2 separate regions of the Pogona vitticeps genome follow, and region 1 is linked to region 2. Evidence: chromatin contacts called from public Hi-C data. All regions are on one chromosome and are shown on one strand. The core of a region is the stretch at or near the end of the contact, and the rest is flanking DNA. Distances in the headings are between cores, read along the strand shown. Region 1 holds the start of LYSET (lysosomal enzyme trafficking factor). Region 2 holds the start of GOLGA5 (golgin A5).

Region 1 (4,595 bases), core at 1,743-4,242, 290 kb after region 2:
ATTTGCTGACAGCACCACATAAGACAGTGACTGGAAGTAGACTTGAAAATGGTGAGTTCCAGCAGCAGGCAAAATTGTTTAACATTTAATCGCCTTTAATATTATTTTTAAACTGCATATTTAATATGCTAATTTATGTATCTGCCAACTTCTTCCCATCATTTTGTAAGCTGCTTTGGATTCCTGAATGGAGAAAAAGTTGGGATGTTAATAAAATGAAATAATACATAAATAAAATAACATCGCTATGTATAACAATGAAAAAATGGTAATAAAATATCATTTAAAAAGTCACATCATGAGTTGACTGACTGATGTGATATGTTTTCTAGTTACTTTTCAGTTACTTTTAAATTATATTTTAGAAGGGTTTTTAGTGAATGTTTTCAAGTGTTAGGCCACTTTAACATTTTGAAAGGATTTTTTTAAAAAAAGTTAACAGTACATTATAAACAATGTTGGGGGGGGGCAACATTAGTACTTGTGAATTAGGGTTCTGTGTTGAATTATAAAATAACTGCCTTTAAAAAGTAACCTCCCCAAACTCTGCTCTAGAATAAGAATAAATTAGGTTACTGCTGAGCCAAGAGGCCATCTTTCCAGCCAGTAAGGCTATATGGTTATTTATTTATTTTCTAGTTTTGCAGTTCCTCTTTCTTGCAAACAAAAGGACTCAAGAAAGATGAGAACAAAATAAAGTACATCATGCCAGAATTTAAAACACTGCATCATTTTATACTATATTCTTATTTATTCTTATTAATGCAAATTACTATGATTAATATTGCTAATAAGTTTCTTATTAATGTTTAAATTGATGGCTTGTGTATAAAACGCAGAAAGTCATCAAATAAAAAATTTCATGGGTGAGTGGGCTGAGCTGTATATTTGCTATGTTTTGAATATTCTAATAAGAGTATCAGCACCTTGTAACACCGACATTCTTGGCTTAATTAAGGATACTGAGAATGCTCAGAAGAAAAATTACTGTGACTCAGGTAAAGAAAGGCTGGGACTAAACAAAGAGAACAATCATGACTAGACATGGAGACAAATAAAAAAAAACAAATTGTAATATTCGTAAGAAATTTCTGATTCTTCGACTATTCGTTGCTTCAGAATCATCCATTTCGGAGATTCCCGACAAATCCGAAGGGATTAATATTTACATTTTTTAAATTCGTCCTTATAGCTAGAGAGGGAAGGCTAGGCTAGACTGCCCTGTCTGCCTAGGGCAGAGCACTCATCAGCAGGCCCATAGGCAGATAGGAAAGGCCTAGGCTGCCAGAATGGAAGCCGCCACCATCATCTGCAAAGATGGCAGTGGTGGTGACAGCAGTGGCAGAAGAGGCAGCAGGACCAGGTAGGAAGGTGATGGGGGCACTGGGAAGGGGGCAGCCTGTGGGGGTGGGCGGGGGATCAGATTTGTTTTTAAAGCTGTCTAAAGAAAAAACAAGCACCAACAAACTGATTTGAGGTCCATTAGTAAAACGTTAGTAAATTCATGGTTTGTCAACCTTGACGAACCACAAACCAAAAACAAATTGCCATTTTGGCAGTTTGTCCCAATCTCTAATCATGACACTTTCTGCTCAAAGATGACTACAGAAAATAAGGCAGGGTGCCATAGCAATAATTTAGCAATTTATGTTTCTCCCGCCCCCAAATTGAAGCATTTGAACAGCATTTTGAAGAAATGCTATATAGTTAAGTAATTCTTCAACTCTTCAATTTCTATAGGCTAAGCCGCTGTGGGCTTCTACGTTTTTCATGCCAAACAACTCAAGCAACTGTGACTTGTTTCCTTCTGCAAAAGGACTTGGAGGCATGCCCATGGGTGGTTTTGTGATGTCATAGACAGTTGGGGTGGGATGTTTATGGACTTCAGGGACACAATCCTAGTGTCCCTGAAAATTCTTTTAAGAAACAAGTGTAGTGCCGAGTCATTGGTTTAGCAGTAGATCACCTCCTTGCAGAAAATAAAAATTGCTCCATATTAGAAACACAAATGAAATAACTGTACAGAAAGGCTAATGGCTGTGATTGTTGTTGTTCTGTGTCATCTGGCTGCTTCCAACTATGTATTATGAAGTCAAAACCAACTGATAGCCACCCTAAACTGGCTGGATAACTCAGTGGTTTAAGTAAGCCAGAGGTCGGGAGTTTGATTCACCAGGGTGCTTCCTGTCAGTAGATCTGTTACTGGCCAAATCTGAATTCAGGTTAGACCAGTGCTGGGTTCGAGTTCTCTGGCAACGATCCAGCCTGTGTAGCTGTGGGCAAAGCTGCACAGTGCCAGGGCTGCTTCAGAAAAAGGCAACGGTAAACCAGTTCCGAGTACTGTACTCTCTACCTGGAAAACCCTGAAAAAGGGTCGGGTGAGTCAAAATTCACTTGATGGCACGGGATTATATTAAATTGACAGGGCTTCCAGATTAGCAAATCTTAACGAGATTTTCTGAGGCCTGTGAAATATAATTAGATGGTTTTATAAGCAAACAAGCAAGCCTATTTCCCCACTTGAGGCAGTCACTGGAATTGCAGGGTGTAAAAAAGGAGCTAACACTTAACGCTACAAAATAATGGCTCGAATAATTATGGAAATAATTCCAGCCACGAAGTCTATTGCATAATCTTGCGCGTCTGCCTAGCCTACCTCGTAGGGTTGTTGGGAAATATAACAATAAAAAAGCACGGGAAGATCCCTGGACGACTTCGCCCGGGACTCAGGGCGGGGTATACAGGCCACCCTCAACCAAAGAGCCCCCACGGCTGCCCAGAGGGAGCTGCTGTCGCTGTTAGTCTTCTAACACGAGGGTGAGCAGGAGAGTCTCTAGATTTACACAGAAGCTTAAAGCAGCTCGTGACCAGGGCAGAGGGCGTTCCTCCCCCCTGGTTTTGAAACGTGACCCGGAAGTCTATGCTGCAGACAAAAACTACCCCCTCTATCATGAGGCATGATTTCGTGCTTCATTCGACAAATGAGGTTTCGCCCGGGCGGGCGCGCGCGCTACCCGGAAGCAGAGCTGAGCGAAGGCGGATCTCGGGCGAGCGACGGAAGGGATGGCCGGGCCCTGGCGCTGGAGGGACCCAGAGAGTGCCTCGAGACGCGAGGGAGCCGCTCTGCCCTCCTCTCGGCCCGGGGCAGCGGGGTGACGATGTGACTGGGCCGCCCGTCCCGTCCCGTCCGTGCCTGGCCTTCCTTTCTCTGCCCCATACCTTGTTCCCCGACAGAGGAAGGTGAGGATTGGGAAGGAGAACTGCTTTGGAAGTGCATCGTTGCTGGGGAGGGAAAAAGAAGGTGGGCTGGTTCCCCCTCCTTGCTGATATAGGAGCCTCCTGGGGGGCAGCTGCTCTCCCTGGGAGGGTGCGCTTGCTTAGCAGCTTAAAGAAAAAGTGCACAAAATTGGGCTGGGGACGGCCTTCCCCTTCTCATGTAACCAGACCCCCCAAAAAAACAAAGACTTCGGGGAGAGTCTGTGGTGCTCGTGGGAAATGCACTCTGCATATGCTTAGGAGTGCTCCCGTTCGTGTGTCCCAAAATGAAATCCAGCTGTTAAAAAGCCGGGGTCCAGCCCTCTCTTAAATCAGGCCTGAGAGGAAGGAAAGGTTAAAAAAAAATAAGGGCGGTGAAGTGTCTGGCTGTCCTGTATAGGCTCCGTCTGGAAGTTGTATTCTCGACTTGGTGAACTGATAGGACCTCCGGATCTTCGCTTGTTGGCAGGTACTTTGACTCTTGCATCTTCTGTGGACGGGTGCTGAACATCAATCTCTGCAATGCCAGATAGAGCAACTTGTTTTGTGTTGTGTTGGTGAACGGTTCTGTGTGCCTTCCCTTGAAGATATAGTTGCCAGTAGATTGGGATACTGTATGTATTTGGAAAATGTTTAGACCAATACTGTGTTGTAATCCACCTACTGCAGATTTGGTGGGGTGGGGTTCTTAGCAACAGGAGAGGCTGACCCTTCTCACAAATGTGCGTACTGGAACTCTTGCCATTTGAAACCTTGTCCAGTTTCTAGTTGGCTGCCCTGCGTGTGCTAGTTGATGGGATTCTTGGCTGTAGAACAAAATCAAGTGCTATATGCCATCTCGAAGACTTAACAGATTTCGTTAGTGTGAGTTCTTGTGGATTACAGTACACTTCCTCAGACACTTTGTAAAGATGCCATATGTGTTTTGTTTTATTTTACCTGGTGAGATAGACTGACAGAGCTAATTCTTTGAAAATGTCACAGTGAGAGTCTTACAATCATCTAGCAAGGAATGTCACATTGTTGTTAAGGTTGGGTGCTTGTTTTGGATTATTTAATAGAAATTGTGCTTTGCTTATATTTTAAGTGTGTTATGTCTTGTACATTGAAACACATCATTGGGCCAAAGAGAAGGAAGAGAAAAGAATAGTCAATTATAGAAGACTGAAGTCAGCCAACCTGAGTGTGCCATTTTGAAATCACAATCATATGTGCGAAACATTGCCTTCTATGGGTTTTGGAGGTTGTTGAGGAGGGGTTGTCACTACTGGAGCACTTTACAACAATCAAAAAATACATGCTTAGACTGTAGTCCAGGTCAAACAGGCACAACATGTCCT
Region 2 (4,853 bases), core at 1,508-4,007:
AAGACGCTGTGAGCAGTCGTCGTCGTCGCCCCCCACCCCCGTGCAGAATCCCGCCGACGGCTGAGGTCGGTTCGGTTGCAGAAGGTATTTATGCGGGCGGCGGGCCCAGGCGTGGCAGAAGCGTGATTGGCAGGCGTGGAGGCCATTGGTTCGGCCGCAAAAAACACAAAGAAAGGCCCGCCCCTATTGGACAAGGACGCTGATCCCTAGGGACAGAGGTCGTCCAGCGGAGAGTGCGTTGCATGTTGGGAATTGGAGGCCGAGGGTTCAGAACAGGCGAAGTGGGAAAGGAGTGGAGAGACCCTTTGAATGACATTGGATAGACGCATTTTTTTGGGGGGGGAATCCTGTGCATGTTCCCTCAGAAGTAGTGGGTCCCTCTGATTTGACTGGAACTACCTCTCTAAAATGAAATTACCTGAGAGTAAGGCGCACTGAATTTAGTGGGGTTTATATCTAGAAGATAAGTGTGTGATTGCATTTAGACTTATAGACAAGACTTATTAGTAATAAATTATTACTAAAGCATCCAAGCCCAAGAATAATTATTGGGATTTTTTAGGATATAAAAACTCTCATATACATTGTTATTATTGTTTGGTAGTGTACAATTGACTTTGTCACAGACATACTTAGCTTCTTTCTTGAATCTTTCAAAAGGACTGAAAGGTCTCAGCCAGTGTCCTCTGCTGGATAAAAACTGAAACTCCAGCTAAATTTGAGACAGACTTTCAAGTACAGTACACAGTACTGTAATCTCTCCCACTGTAAGGTTTTCTTCTAACCTTAACTAATCAATGCAGTTTGTTAAAATCCCTATCTCCTGATATATCCCGATTCAACATTTTAATAGAATGATCACCTGATAAAATAAGTATTAATAAGTAAAAAATTAATGGGACAAAATATCTTACAACCTGTTCTCTCAGACTCAAAACAAGCTGTATGAACTGAAGGAAATCTAAATCTTTCCAAACTGACTTCAGAATTTTCTCCGTGTTCAGACAAACAACCATTTAAGAAGGCTGAAAATAATAATTATGTGCCGTCAAGTCAATTCTAATTTATGAATTATGTCTATTTTCAGGGTTTTGCAGGTAAAAAAAATACTCAGAGATGGCTTCCGATTTCCTTCTTCTGGGGCCATCCTGGGACTGAGCAGCTTGGCCAAGGCCACACAGGCTGGCTCTACTCATAGGAGGCACAGTGGGGAATTGAACTCACAAACCTTGGCTCTGCAACCAGAAACTTAACTCTCTGGGCTATCCAGCCAGCTAAGAAGGTTGCTGTCTTCAACCTTTCCCAGCGTTGTTGTCTTTTTCAGAGAATCATGTCTTCTCATGGTGCACCCGAAGTAGGACAACCACAGTTTCACCATTTTTGTCTCCAGCGATAGACAATTTTGGTTCAATTTGATCTAGCACATACACTGTACAGTACTTTGAAGACCCTAGTATGGTCACCATAGGTTGGATGCAATTTTATTTATTGTTTATTAATGTCACATTTATCCCGAATGAGATTTAAGAATTTACTCATCATGTAATCCTGTAATTTCCACTGAAAAGTAAATTCTGTTTCTTCTGAGGTGGAACAGCAAATGCTGCCACCTAATACCCAGTGTCACAGAGCATATGTTGGCTCTATGATTTGGGCATGTGGGACAGAAAATGGTTAAATGGCTGGGCTGGGGTTTTGGAGATCCAGGTGCAGGTCACTAAGTGAACCATGAAATTCATTTAAGGATCATGGGCCAGGCACTCCCTTTCAGTTTGATCTGCCTCACAAGATTGTACTGAGGATCAAATGACAAAGAGCTAGGTACACCAACCTGTTGGAAGAAAAGGAAGTTAGAAATATAATTAATGACTGAATAAAATCATATGACCACCTATTTCTTAACTTATTTTATTTATTTATTTATTTAATTTCTATGCCACCCAATCTACCCAGAGGTCTCTTAAGGCTTGGATCCTATATGCCTGACAAGTGTGTAGCCCCAGTGGTAATGAAACTTAATTCTGAATACACATAGATGTGTATTCATATACTGTATAGGTTTGCATGTTAGATATATAACAGTGCTGGCAAAAGGAGTTCACCTGGAAAATCTGAATATAAAGTAAATCCCATAGACTTAAATTGGCCTTAGTTCCAGGTGAATTGAGAATTACATCGTATTTGGGAATTAAGCCCAGCTGAATTAAATAAGACTTCGTTTTCAGAGCAAATGATACCGTTTAATGGCTTGGATAAGTTACTTTTTGGATTACAACTCCGACGTTACTGGCTGGGATATTCTGGGAGTCGTAGTCACGGAAGTAACTTTTCTGAACATTGCAGTAGAACAGTTCAGAAAGGAAAGCTCGGCCACAGAGACTGGCGAAACGTTAGGAAGAACCACCTTCAGAACACGGCCAAAGAGCCCGAAAACTCCACAACAACCGAAAGCTCAAAAGTTTATCCTGAAAACAAGAGGGGGGGAAAAAACCCGACAAATGTGTCACTGAACATTACACCCTTCGCCTCGAAGTGGAAGTAGAAAATAATTTCGTTTTAAAAGCGGAAATGCAAAGGTGGCGATCACAAGCCCACTTCCGTTCTAAAATAGATCTAGTTCTTCTCTCCTGCTAACGAACTGGAGATATAGAAAGTCCGCTAGCAGTCTGGTTTACTTTCCTCTGCGGCCAACATGACTCTACTTTTCTATCTCTACGCTCTTCCAGAGTTACCTTTAAGGAGCTTTGGTGGTTTGCGCATGCGCGTTTGTTTCTTTTCCGCACAGGTTGCGCTCACGCCGGCACCGCTGGGTCCTTGTGCTCGCGGATTAGTGGCCACGTCTCCCGGAAGATGGATCCGGTTCGCCTTTCCTAGCCTGCGGCCTGGCAATTGTGCCCGGCGCTCTTTGTCTCACTGCGTCCTTCTTTTCCTCCTTTTGGGCCCGATCTGGACTCTTGGCTTTCGAGGTCGGGGCAGGGGCGGAGACAAACTGGAGCTGAAGGTGAGTAGCGGCCTAAAAAGGACCGGGTGAAGGAGATTGCGGTGGAAAATCATAAAGAGCAGGAGAGACATGGTGGAGCTAAATGTAACTTCTTGATCCCTAGTGATGGTGGTGATCTCTAGTCCTCAGTTTTGTACAGCGCCTGGCACCTAGAGGGGTGATTCTTCCCTCTTTTCTGGCAACAGGTTCTTGTGACAGGTCGTGATTCAGCAGGTGAAGCTTTTTCTCATCGGGGGACAGCGGTAAGATGTACTTTCCCTGGAAGCCTTACTTTTTCTGTAGCTGGAAAAGGCAAGGGAGCCTACCCACACAAAAAGGTGGCAACTCTACAACGGGCCTGATACTGTCACTAATAATAACTATTACAGACGAAAGTGGTCATTTTGCACAGAAGAGGAAATGCAGAGAGGGATTTAAAAGCGCTGGTGATCTTTAAAAATAGAAATTAGGCTGGCCTGTAAAACCTAGATCAGTAAGGGCTAAAGAGAATAGGCACACTTCCAGAGTATTGCAGACTGGCTGATGACAGAAATATGCACAGTTGGTGAATGCTTAGGTCAGTATGTAAGGTTCATGCACCAGCCATTTGACACACCCACATGTTTTGCCCCCCCCCCAAAACAGGGCATGATCTTCCAGTGTTATCAGAAAATCTACCCACAGTGACATAGATATGCCCAGGGTGCAATTTTTTAAAATAATGGTGTCAGGCATTCTCTGTTTAAACATGATCCTGGCATGCTAATCTGTGCCGGTATATCCAGCAAAATCCAAAGAATATTTGCCTGACAGTGAGTTTATGGAGTGTGTTTTTCCTCCAGCAGCACAGCTGCATCTATCCATTGGAGTGCCTTTGTCCAAATGTGGAGCACAAGCAATGTGGTTCCTGATAGTAGAGAGAAATAGCTGCTGTGATTTGGTTTCTGGTACACCCATTTGCTTAAGATGACAGGATCAAGCTGACTCCATCTATTGACCAGGAAAGGTGGAGTATCAAGGCTGCCTTCCTTGAAGAAAGAACTCTCCTCCAACTGTCAGTTGACCTGAGGCTGCAGAGCTGTATCCCCCCAAAGGCCACCGGGAAGCCACTGCCTCCCAGTAAGATATCAGTCATAGTGAAGGCCTAGTCTCCTATTTGACAGAGAATAATCACCTACAGGAAGCTGCCCATGCCATAAAGATCCTTCTCCTCTGCTTACCTGAATTTGCTTCCTTTCTTTTCCCCTCTTCAGTACCTTTTCCTTTGCTATTATTTCAATTATTGTAATTGTTTTCCTCTTCCCTTTCCAAGACCCTTTCTTTCAACTATAACAAATTTCTCAAAGCAGATGGAAGATCAGAAACTACAATGAACTAATTGTGTGAAATAGATTTCTGTAATTTCTAGGTATATAGCAGCTTGAAGATATGAGCTTCTGCCTATTTATTTTCAGAATATGTTATTTTCAAAACAATAAAGAATCTATTGGCATCTAAAAAGGCAGTGTTTTATCTGGCATAAACTTTTATGAACTACAGCTTACTTCATCAGCTGCAGATGTTGGAATGAGGTGTAAGCAACACAAACTTATGCCAAATAAAATTTGTAGTCCTATAGATGCTGTAATACCCATTGTTGTAAATGTTGTAAATAATCTGTATTCATATTCTTGTCTGTGTGTTGTTAGAGTCAAATAGATGGCACTGTCATTTATAAATATGTAATCATTGTTGTGCCTAGTTCTTCCTTGGGAGAATTTATTCTAACAGTTTAACCTATTGTTCTACTCAGCTTCATTGTACATTTTTTTTTTAAAAAATAGCATGTTTAATTTTGGGGCTTGCCCAACTCCAGTTAATTTCAGTGAGGCCT

Evidence for each region. Hi-C and Micro-C count contacts between places; a contact is called where the count stands out from the background.
Region 1: a Hi-C map of blood shows a contact between it and region 2, with 3 times the contacts expected there. The contact joins the promoter of LYSET here to the promoter of GOLGA5 in region 2. A contact is called at or near these places in 2 of 2 Hi-C or Micro-C datasets (blood and muscle).

Annotation. Positions count from the first base shown.
Region 1 is chr1:331,956,622-331,961,216 of PviZW2.1, forward strand. It overlaps LYSET (lysosomal enzyme trafficking factor), which reads left to right and starts at 2,993. Exons shown (of 2, transcript XM_072986595.2): 1 at 2,993-3,240.
Region 2 is chr1:331,668,068-331,672,920 of PviZW2.1, forward strand. GOLGA5 (golgin A5) reads left to right here and starts at 2,758. Exons shown (of 13, transcript XM_020802214.3): 1 at 2,758-3,001. LGMN (legumain) reads right to left here and starts at 127. Exons shown (of 14, transcript XM_072986589.2): 1 at 1-127.